Linked DNA regions of Mus musculus: region 1 is linked to region 2. The links are chromatin contacts, called in public Micro-C maps. All regions are on one chromosome and are shown on one strand. Each heading gives the region's core, a stretch centred on a gene start, on an enhancer-like site or on the middle of the called end of the contact. The rest is flanking DNA. Distances are from core to core; before and after follow the strand shown. Region 1 holds the start of Jade2 (jade family PHD finger 2). Region 2 holds the start of Rnf130 (ring finger protein 130).

Region 1 (6,285 bases), core at 2,154-4,653, 1.8 Mb after region 2:
GGAGTCAGTGTCTAAGGCTTACACTGAGATAATAAAGTACAATAGGGACCCGGGGACCCCCACATACAGAGTACCAATGAGAACCTAGCAGCTTAGATCTTTGACAGCCTCTTGGATAGGAGTCACCGGCCATTTACCCAGGCAATTTAGGGGAAAAGCACGCTGGATGGGAAAGCACTCTGGAAACATTTGCTGTATCCAGAGCCCAAACAACTCTGTCCTTAAACACTTCATCTCCAAGAGTGTTGGGGAGACCCTTGGCCAAACAGTTTCAAAGCCAACATTCACTGTTAAGTCCTGCTGCGTAGGGTGAGGACTCCCCTCTAAAAGGCATTTACTGTGGAACCAAATGCTTTCCCACTCAAAATAGCAGCCAACAGCTCTTGGAACAACCGAGGAGAGGGCTTCAGATCAAACACGACCCCCCCCCCCACACACACACCATGCAAACTTTCTCAATAAATTATTCGCCCACTTCGGATCAAAGCCTGCTTTTGCAGCCTGCGACCTAAAAAGCAAATAACATAGCCTAAACATAAAAGCTTATTCTTGACTAGGTCAGTTTTATTACTCATTCCTTCCCCCCTTTACAGTTCATTCTCTTATTTTCCTTGCCTGCTTAGTAGATTGCTCTGCGAGTCCTAACCCGCCCAAGGAAGATGGGACCGGAGGGCCTGGAGGGCTGGTGTGTTCGCCTGGGGCCCTAAGGGGGGGAAAAAGAAATCAGGCGAGGGGAAAAAGAAGTCAGCACCCTGGGAACCCAGGAAACAGGGCCAGGCTCGGTTGGCAAACCTCTGCCAGGATCTTCTGCCAAATGTCCTACTGGGAATTTTACCAGTGACAGGAGAGACAGTGCCACTCTGGGAGGAGAACCCAGCTCCCAAGCTCCGGTCTGTTTGCAAATATAAATGTTAAGGGAGCATCCTAACCTTCTTCCGGGCTCAGAACTCTTCATTTCTAAATGGGGGGCCCCGCCCCTCCCTAAGCCACATCTCTGAGAACAACCATAATCCCTCCCATTGACCTCTTGCAAACTGCCTCTGGGTAAAACTTTGTACCTCGGAATCCTGCAGATGAGGTGGGGGGGGGGGTGCTAGGGGCAAGGGTGAAGTTTGGAAATCTGCAGAGACCCGGGATAACCAGTGCAATGTACCCTCGGGCATAAAGACACCCGGCCCCCTTCCCCCGCCCCCCACCCAGCAGGAGGCCTGAGGCCAAGCTGTTTTTTTTTTTTTTTTTAAAAAGTGCACAGGCCGGCTGCAGCGGCTAAGTGGATTAGAAGAGGGTTGCGCGCCTCCAGCCTGCCCTTGGCGGCGGGCGACGGGCACGCAGGCTGGAGGCGCGCCGGCGTGATTCCGACCGCGGGAGCCGGGAGGAGGAGCCGGAGGTGGCTGCGGGGGGCTCCGGCCCAGGCGTAGGAAGGGCAAGAGGCGGTTCGGGCCGGGGGCGGTGCCAGGAGGTGGGTGGGCTTGACGCCCGGGGCGGGGGAGGGGTCTAGGGGACTCGGGGAAGGGCAACTGAGCCCGGGGTGGGGGCGGGGGTACTGAGCGGGGCAGAGGTGTGCAGAAGAGGGACCGGGCTGAGCTGGCTGGGCCTCTCTGGAAGGTAGAGGAAAGCCTCCAAGCCGGTTTTGCAGATGTCCTCACCCTCCGGCAGAAAAGCTACGAGTCTCCAAGCTGACCCAGGATCACCCCTTGCTCGGAGAAGGGGATGTCTCAGAGCCCAGGGATGGGCGGGAAGGGACCATGGGGAGCCACAAGTCTGCACCCAGGCGGGGAGTGGGCGAGCGAGAGCCGCTCCGCAGGCGCAGGCAAGTGGGTGGGAAGGAGGGAGGGAGAGGGAGGAAGGAGGTGAGCCGGGAAGATGCCACTGCCGGGGGCGGGGCGGGGCCGGGGATCCGGCAGAAGGACTGCAGCAATGTTTGGTGGGGGCGGGGGCTGCAATGTCACTCATTTTGGGGTCAGGTGCGTGTGTCCCAGGCAGGGCCCTCCACTTGTCTGCTGCTCTTAGGTACCACCCAGAGTTTTAGTAAGGGCGGAGGGAAGAGGGGGGAGCTGCAGAGTCGTCCCTGAAGCGGGACGCGAACCAGCAGAGTTGGGAGAAGGTAAACAAGGGCCACGCCCCCTGCCGTCGCCCCGCGAGCGCGCACCCGCCGCTCCGGCCGTCGCCGGTACATTTCCACTCTCGCGGTGCCTCTCCCCCACCGGACTCCCGCGCAGCACCGGAGAGCTGCTGTCCACTACCCCAGTATGCACCCTGGCTGCCTGGACTGCGCACCCAGCACTCACCTGGGAACGTTGTCCCCCGCCCCTTAAGAAGAAAAAAAAAAAAAACTAATTTGTGCAATGCCTCTGAACCCAAGAACCGAGCATGCTGCCCCCGCGTGCAGCTCCCTCGTGCACCCAGCCTGGAAAGGGGGCGCAGGGCGGAGGCGGTGGCCCCCGGAAGGTGTCTAGGACTGGACCGGCTGCACGTGAGCCCAGTGCGGGGTCATGTGCATCGGCTCAGCCCGGTTCGGCACCCGGACGTGCTGCGTATCAACAAAATGAAACTCGGGAGACAGAAGGGCAGATAGCTCCAGGTTTCCCGTGCCCCGGTGCCCGCCACTCAGCCTCCCCACCCCGCACCCCGGTAGCGCCGCAGCCCCTCGGGCCGGCCGGAGCCCGCGAGGCAAGTTGCAGCCCCAGCGCCCCCACCCGCCCGCGCCCCCTCGCCGGCCCAGGGGCGCTTTGCCGCAGTCATTAATAAAGAAGGTCGCCAGGCTCACCCTTCCAAAAGTTGTTGCATGCGCCCCTCTCAGCCTCCCCGCACTGTACTCTTTAAAACACGGCTGACCAACATGCGCAATCTCTCTCCCCAGTGCTGTGCGTCCCCCCCCCCCACCCCCCGCGCTGGCTTCCTAGAACAGGCAGCCAGCGAGAGAGGGAGCGAGCGAGCAAGAGAGAGGGAGCGAGGAGCACTGGCAGATCTGTTGAAAAAAAAAAAAAGCCCACAAAATAATGCCGTGGAGATGCGCAGGGCCCATCCGCTGGGGGCTGGCTCTTACCTTGCTCCGCGGTGCCCTCCCGAGGGGCGCTGCCCTCGGCTACGCGCGGCGGCGGGGGCCGGCGCGGGAAGGATGCTCCCGAAGCCAGGAGCTCCTGGGGCCGGCGCGGGAGGGCGGGGGGCGCGCATCCATCCGGGGTCGTGGCGAGGGAGGCGACCGGGCCGCGGCGCCCCCCAAGCCCCGCACCCCTGCTGGGAAGATGGTCAGCCCTCCAGCTCAGAGCTGGTGCCACTAGGAGTGGGCGCAAAGTAACTCCATGGACGCTACTCACCCCCCAAAAAAATAGCCTCCAACTGCGATGGCCGCGGTCGGCACCATTCACCAACCCCCTGTGTATGTTTCTGTTTCTTTTTAAACCAAGACTTCCTTGTGATCTCTTTAGAGGGGGAAAAAATGTGTTGGGGTGGGGGTGGGGTGGGGTGGGGGCGGGCAAGAAGAGAGGGAGGGGGAGTAGCCACTTTTTTCTAATTCACTCGGATCTCCGCTCCCGGCACCCCCCTGTCGTGTTCCCCCCCCCCTTCCCAGTTGTTTGGCTCCGGCGACAGTCCCAGGTAGCGTTGCGGCCCCCCCGGGGGGGTGCCCTACACGGTCACCCGCCCGCCTGCACGCGGGCCCGGACTCCTCGTGGACTCCGGGGCGCCCCCAACCCGCCCTGTCCCCAGGGCCGGGCCCGAGCGCCGGCTGAGCCCGTGCAAGTCCCATCAGGTCGGCTCACACTTCACACACTCACACACATACCCCGCCCCTCCACTCGCTCACTCACACTTTCTGCTCACACCCCGCCCCCTTCGCGCCCCAGACCCAGGCGGAGCCCCCCACAACCTTTAAAAAAAAAAAAAAGCAAGCTTATACTTAAAAAAATCTTTTGGCGCCATATTAATGACGTACTTAAAATTTGCCATTTCTCCCTGCGTCAAAAAGACGTTTCTTTGCAAATAACAGCTTGGAGGCGACACTCGCGGAGGAAACGAGGCTTGCACGGAGTACCCAGCTCGCCCGCCCCACCCCCAGGGACTCTGGTGCTGGAAGACCCTCGCCCTCCGCCCGGTTTCGGAATCACTGGTTTTAAAATCGAAATCGAATAAATCGCGTGGCGTTTTTTGCAGCGCCAGAAGTGAGCAGAAAGTGCTGGCAGGAGTGCAGGGGAGGGGCGCGCAAGGGGCTGGGGGAGGGGGCGCGGTCCTCCTCCCCCACCCACACCAAATGCAAACTAGCATCCTAGGCAGGGAAAGTTGAAATTGTGGGCGACCTCCGGAAGAGAGGGGCTGTCCTTAAGGGGAGGGGGTCCCTTCTTGGGCTTGTTGCCCCCTCCCCCTCGCGGGTGCCTCCTGGCGCCTGGTGCTGCCCTGCATTTCCGGAGGGGGGGTGAGGCGCACTGTGATGGGTGGGTGGCTAGCAGGGTGGCAACATGTCCTAGCCTCAGGAGGAGTTTGCCCCGGGGTACCCCCTTCCTTCTGCCTCGTGCATCTTATAGCCGCAAAGGGTTAAAAACCGAGGGGCAACTTCCCAGGGCTGGTACTTGGCAGAGAAGCGGGGCGCCCCTCTCCCCACCCTCTCGTTCTCGCCCCTCCTCCTCCGACTCCACTTCCCGACTTGACCTTGTGGTGCACAAACAGTGCTCTCCAATCCTCGCAGTTTCTGGAAGAAGAGCCTGCGCTCGCCAGGCGGGCGGGCTGTCGGGCGGCTAGCCGGCAGTGGCGGAGCCTTGGGTCGGTTCCCTGAGCTGCGGGCCACACCCACCCAACCCGCTGTGCCTGGGGAGCTCACCTTCTCTCTAGGAAGGAAAAGGGCAGGCCTCCTGGAGGGGTAGGCACGTGGGGGGCAACCTTTTGCCTCCTGGGAATGCTCCAGCTGGGGAGGTTGGCTAGCTTTGGACTGAGGTTTGGGGAAGCCTGGCCCTGCAACCCTAAGGCATCTCTCATCTCCAGCATCCCTAAGGCATCTCTTCTCACCCTTGCCAATGTATTCTACCCCTTCCAAGATAATCCAATGATTTCCCCCCCAACTCACCTTTGTTTTTGAAGGCAGGTGGATGAGTTTCAAATCCCTTTCCCTTTCCAAGACTGAAGTTTGTTTATTTTTCCTTTCCCCTCCACCCCCAAACCCCCTTGCATGCAAAGATAAATATTCAATTTACATAAGATGACATTTATGTGACAATTAAGAAGATTCCCCGACGGAATGTTGTGAACACATTTGCTTATAGGAGAAATAAATCTAATAATGAACAAACTCAAAACAGCTCAGATCCTCTGACAGGGAGATTGTCTCTGCAACAAAGAGGGACATGAGGAACCAAGAGCTTTCTGCAGCAGGAGAACTCAAGGAAGCCACCAGCAGAACTTCTCTTCTTTGGCCTTCATTCACAAAGTCTAAAAGAGGCCTGTCTGGCAAGAGGAAGGGCTGGCTCATCAGCACCTCACAGTTAGCCCTAACTCTGGTTCTCAGAGGTCCACTGAGAAGATTTTCCCAGGCCAAGGTCAATGTCTGCTAACACGTGTTGGAGGCTGGGAGTGCCCAACCGAGAGGTTAATGGCTTCTAATCCTGGCTTTTCTGCTCAGAAGGCTGTGTGAGGCAGATCAGTGAATACATCTCTCTGGATCTGTTTTCACCTTGGTGAGCAGAAGATTACAGAGACCACATGAGCACACGCATACCCATGTATGTGAATATGTAAATTTACATTCCCTCTAAGTAAGGCAGGACCAGGCTAAGAGTGCAGCTCACGTGAGTGCTTTGCTCATGTCTTCTTTCTTATAAACTCTTTTCTTCCCCAATTATTTTAATGATGTGTAGTTGTATGTGCACCTATTTTTAATTATGTGTCTGCACATGGGCAGATAGGGATGCAGGCAGGTGAGGCAGGCCAGAGGCATGGGATGCTTTCTGTAGCTGGGGTTACAGATGCTTGTGAGCCACCTAATGTGTATGATTGAGACCTGAACTCAGGTCCTTTGGGAGTGCAGCAAGTGTTCCTAACTACCGAGCCCCATCGCTAGCCCCTGCCTTTTCTTTTTGCTGTTGTTGCTTATGATTGAACCCACGTTAGGCAAGAACAAGAGGACAATGCTGTCTCTCAGCCTTTCCCTTGAGGATACATACAAGAACTCCAGTGTGGACAGAAAGAGGACTAGGAAAGGAACTGGTCAGAAACAGTGGTCAAGGTCCCGATAACTGTCAGCCATGAATCCGGCATGAAGGTAGAGACACAATACACAGAGGCAGAGTCTAAAGTGAC
Region 2 (5,409 bases), core at 2,652-5,151:
GAGGGAGTGAATCTGGGGTGAATATGCTAGCATTAGAAGCAGTTCCTACATGGCTCTGTGTTAGGGGTATAGGCCACCTGTGGCACCCTGAGGATTGGAGGATCCACAGGACACAACTCCAGCAAGCCTGCATTATTGTATTGGACCACCTTCTGTAACAATTTATCCTTGGTCATAGTTTGGGGATGGAATGTGATCAATAACAACAGTGAAGGCCTCAAACACAGAGACCGAGAAGAGAGATTCGAGTTGGGGTAACGAGAGGATAGCTAAGAAAAGGTAGTGGTGCTTCTTCCAGAGCTAAGTATACGCCTGCCCTGCAACTCTAAAGCACACTCTCAGGGATGCAAGACAGCAACGCCCAACCCTGCTGACACAGTGCATTTTCTGTGGCTATAATATATTACCTGAAATTGGGTAACCAATAAAGGCTGGATATGTGTCTGGCTTATAGTTCTGAAGGCTTGGAGGTCTAAGATCATGGCACTATTTGTGGAGGGCTTTCTTGCTGTATCTTATCATGGTAGAAGGAAGATCAGAGCTAGGAGAATAACCAGAAAAGATCTTGCCTCCAACAACATAGAAGGCAAGGACAGACACTCACGGTTGTCCAGTGACCTCTACTTTGCTTTTATAACTAAGTCATTCCTCAGTAACTTACTGGTCCATTACTCCACAAATCCATCAACAGATCGATCTATTCAAAAGCCAGCACCCTCCTGACCCAGTGACCTCTAAATGCCATCAACATATGACATTAGAGATTAGGTCACTACACACAAATGCTTGGGAATAAATATTCAAGCCATAGCAAACAGGTTGTAGCATAAAGCTAGGTGGCAGAGCAATTGTCCTGCATGAGTAAGGCCGCAGGCTCAAAGGTCAACAGCCCGAGGAGAGGACAACAAGGAGGTGTGGCAGCATAGAAACAAAACAGATTTCCCAGCACCCCTGTTTTCCATAGTCCCTAGAGAAAAATCAATAACAGTGCTCATGAATAGGAAAATGGATAAATCAATCATGGAATACTACACAGGAAATAAAAAAGAACCATGACTAAATTAAAATGACAGAAAATTAATTTCAGACATACCATTAAGAAACCAGACACCAGTGAGTAGGTGCTGTGTGGTCCCATTTATGTAAATCAAACTAATCTATAGCCTCAGGAATAAGAATACCTGGGTGTTCGTCACAGGCGGCCAGGGAGACTTTCAGGGTTTTAGTGCTGCTTTTTGTTTTGTTCCAGTTGTTATAAAATGGCTTTCACCTTGGAAATATTTGCCCGGTGTACACACAAGATTTCTGCACTTTCCTACCGATGTTACATTCCTTAGGAAGTGTGTGTGTGTGTGTGTGTGTGTGTGTGTGTGTGTGCTTGTTCACTGTCTGTATGGATGTGTTCAAGCCATGGTACACGTGTGGAGGTCAGAAGACAACCATAAGTGGCTGTCCTTGCCTTCTATGTTGTTTGAGGCAAGGTCTTTCCTGGTTATTTTCCTAGCTCTACTTCGCATCTTTGCACAGAAACTCTGGGGTTACAAACGCGTGTTACCATATGTGGCTTTATGTGAGTTCTGGGGTTCAGAACTTAGGTTCTCATGTTTGCACAGTGATCACTTTACCCCAGAGTCACCTCCCAAGCCCCCAGATGTTACATTTCAACATCAACCTCAATAACTGTAACTCTAAAAATCCAGTGTACTAGTGAATGAAGAGAATGAAAGACAGAAGACATTCACAACCCAGTAAGACTTAATAATTGTTTTTTGGTTCTTCAAGACAGGGTTTCTCTGTGTAGCCCTGGCTGTCCTGGAACTCACTCTGTAGACCAGGCTGGCCTCGAACTCAGAAATCCGCCTGCCTCTGCCTCCATGATTTAATAATTAAAAAGTACAAAATACTAGACAATACAAACGTTGCAAGAACACAAAGAAAAGACACATTAAGTACATTAATGTGGGGGCAGAAAATCAGACTAGGAATTGTGGTAAAAGCAAACTGCTGCTTTTGATAAAATGAGAGCGGGGCTTTGTATGACCAGTTGGGGTCATTTAGAAAATTTAAGAACACAAACGAGGAAGCACAAGAGGAAGAAGAGAAGTTAAGAGGCTATGGAGGAAGAGAAAGAGGAGGAGGGAGAGTGGGAGGGGAGGAGAGGGGAGGAGGAGACAGACTTTGGAAAACTAGACAACTCTCTGAGAGTTTCAGCACTGCCCATGGGGCCATGCTTAGGCTTTGACCCCTGGAGTCCCCCAAGCACTGTTCCATGGGCCTTACACACTTGTCCTTATACACCTAGAGGTAGCAAGCAGATCAAATCCTGACAGACAAAAGCTCTTAATAGAATCTGGGACCTGCAAAGGTGGTAGCTGAGATCTTAGTGGAGCTTGGCAAGAAGGGAATTTGACATGGGACAAACAGGTGATCTAGGCATTCTTATGAACTGAGAAATGGGAAGAGAGACAGGCAAAGAGGTTTAAGAGACAAAGAAAGTGGTAGAGATAGAGAAATGGCCCTGTCAAGGTGGGCATGAGGGTAGCTCACTGACAGGCATCTGAGGGCTCTATTCAGACTTCAGCCCACATCCTCCAGGAAGCCCCCCACACCCAAGTACCCTAAACACTACATTCTCATTTCCCATATACTGTTACACCAGTAGTTCTCAACCTTCCTAATGCTGTGACCCTTTAATACAGTTCTTTATGTTGTAGTGACCCCAACCATAAAATTATTTTCGTTGTTTACTCCTTCCTCTACCCTGGTTTTGTATCAGGTGTGTGTGGACTTCTATCACTTCTCGTCAGGGGCATCAGCACCCCACACACTAAAAACCCTTGCTAATACCATACACATTTTTAGCAAAGGGAAGATTAGACCAACAAATGGGAGGGGAAAGGAGATTCATATTAGAGATAGTCTGATGCAGGCTCCAAACATAGCCTGTGACTCTTTGGCAGGCACCTCCGGGGTCTCATCCTGAGAATAGGTACTGGGGTCCATTTCACCCAGTGAGGAGAGGCCCAATTACTGAAGAAACAGAGCAGAGTCCTTGTTAAATGCCGTGGTACTATGCCATTTTACAAAAAGGAAGTGAAGGCCTGTGGCTCTGGGTATTCTGGGGGCGGGGAGGGGGGAGTGGGGGAAGAGGACCATACCAACCTGATGAAGTTAACATCCGTCTCTAACAGACCTTGCTAACCACTCAGATGCCTTATTGGGTCCAAGTCTACTGGGCCCCAAACGCAAAGGCACTCTCCCGACTGATGTCAATTATTGTACAGCATGCAACCAACCCAGTGGAAATGTTAGCTCTCACAGACATTTAATTTAAAACCTTAACGATTAGCTTAGTTTCTTTTAGTGGTATCTCCAACATCTCTATAGGTTCTTGGAAAGCTTCACAGATCCAGGTCATAGCGGGGTATGAAGCCCGGGGCAGTTCACTGAACCCAGTGCCAGCAAGCAGGTGACTGGACCGCCCCTGGCCCTCGTGCGGGAGGGCGGGAGCAGGCAGCGCCTATTGCGCACGCGCAGCGGACGGGTTTGCGCATCGGGCTTGCGCGTTGCCGCTCTGCTGGAGGGAATGGGGCGGCGGCGGGCACGCGCCTGAGGCGGCGTTGCTGACCCTCCCCGAGCAGTGGGGACCACTCCTTCCCACCACTCCGAGTCCTCTCAGGGGCCCTGTCCGCAGGCCTAGTCCCTGGGCATTCCAGGTGCCCTGACAGCACACGGCCTGACGCGCCGTCCTTCCCCTGAGAGATCCACGGGCGCGCACTCGCGCGCGGGCCGCGGACGTGAGGGCGGCGAACGGCGGAGCCGCGGCGCCGAGGAGGGCCGTGCTCGTGCCCGGCTCGTTTCGAGGCGCGCGCGCGCTCCCGCCGCAGCCCGGGCCGCGCCCGCCCCGCCTCTCAGCACCGGCCCCGGAGCCCGGTCCGCGAGCGGCGGCGGCGGCGGCGGCCGGAGGGACCATGAGCGGCGCGGCGCGAGCGGGCCCGGCCCGGCTCGCGGCGCTGGCCCTGCTGACTTGCAGCCTGTGGCCGACGCGAGCGGACAACGCGAGCCAGGAGTACTACACGGCGCTCATCAACGTGACGGTGCAGGAGCCCGGCCGCGGCACCCCGCTCACGTTCCGCATCGACCGCGGGCGCTACGGGCTCGACTCACCCAAGGCCGAGGTCCGCGGCCAGGTGCTGGCACCGCTGCCCATCCACGGAGGTGAGGCCGGAGCCGAAGCCCGAAGCCGGGCGGGGGTCGCGGGGGCGGCGTGGCCGGGGGTCTGCGCGCCGTTCGGCCGCCGGCCCAGGGGGCTCGAGGTCCTCGCGCTGTGGAGCCTGGCCTGCTCCCCGCTGAGGAAAGAGGCTCCAGAAACCCTGCTGCATTTCACCCTAAAACTAAAAGAGAGCGAGACTTAGAACGTCCTCCTCTTTTTCATTTAGTTAGCTTGTTTACTGGAGGGCACTGGAATGCGAGTTTTCAGGGACAGTTGAGACAAAGGAGGTGGTGCAGGGGCGCAGAACTAGTTCATGGTGGACGAGATGCTTAACCTGTTTTTTGGAATCGGTAGGTTTGTTCCTGAAATCCCACGGATTTAACACTGCAGTGAATCTCTAGGGATCAGAGCCCCCCCCCCCATCTACTCCCCCTCCCCCTCCCTCTCCCCCCAGTAGTGGCTAAGGGGAGAGGGTCCCTGTTGCTTTTGGTTTTCTCTGGCCCCGATAGTTGTGCTGTCATGAAACGCTAGAGATTTTCACATTATAAAGAATGTGAGAGTAGCTGAACTAGTAGCCAAGTCTTTGGTCACGGGTGCCCATCCAGAAGGAAAAAAGGTAAAATGATCAGGAATCGTCTTTGAAGCCATTTGATTTAGCCTTGGCGTTCCCTTTGTGTATGCTGGCTGTGAATTCTTAATGATTTGGTGTAAACTGGTATTTGTTAATTACTGGCCGTGTTTTAAAGGACATTTCTCCGTGGAGTGTGACATTTGGGGACTTTGGCAGGCTGGACTTCGGGGAGATGTCTCCCATCTTCTATATCCTCCCGTTCTCACCTTACAATGTTGAGAGGATTAAAAACCAAAATTGCTATTCGTGTTCAGATGACCTAATCTAGGCAATAGTGTTTGCTTTTATAGTCTAAAATATTAAAATATGCTCTCTGAGCTCGGTATTTGTATAACATATATTAAGCAGTTGTTGTTGAGGCATACTGGCTTGGGGCATAAGGTTTTACTGTTGTCTTTCTTCAACTTAGACTGGGCTCTTAAACGGTCATTTTTACACCAGTGTATTTCTTATTCCACTAGGTTAGAAGCAGTACTTAAGGTCCCTATTTGACCATAGGAACAGTTTTTTTTTCTTTGCTCCATTCAATAAATATTTGCTGCCTGCTCTGTGCCAGTCACTGTGG

The links. Hi-C and Micro-C count contacts between places; a contact is called where the count stands out from the background.
Region 1: a Micro-C map of embryonic stem cells shows a contact between it and region 2, with 4 times the contacts expected there. The contact joins the promoter of Jade2 here to the promoter of Rnf130 in region 2.

What each region holds. Positions count from the first base shown.
Region 1 is chr11:51,854,265-51,860,549 of GRCm38.p6, forward strand. Jade2 (jade family PHD finger 2) reads right to left here and starts at 3,404. Exons shown (of 13, transcript NM_001357588.2): 1 at 3,047-3,404; 2 at 616-703. The coding sequence starts at 3,174. It overlaps Gm30110 (a long non-coding RNA gene), which reads left to right and starts at 1,182. Exons shown (of 2, transcript XR_388628.2): 1 at 1,182-1,459; 2 at 1,657-2,333.
Region 2 is chr11:50,021,430-50,026,838 of GRCm38.p6, forward strand. Rnf130 (ring finger protein 130) reads left to right here and starts at 3,902. Exons shown (of 9, transcript NM_021540.4): 1 at 3,902-4,218. The coding sequence starts at 3,972.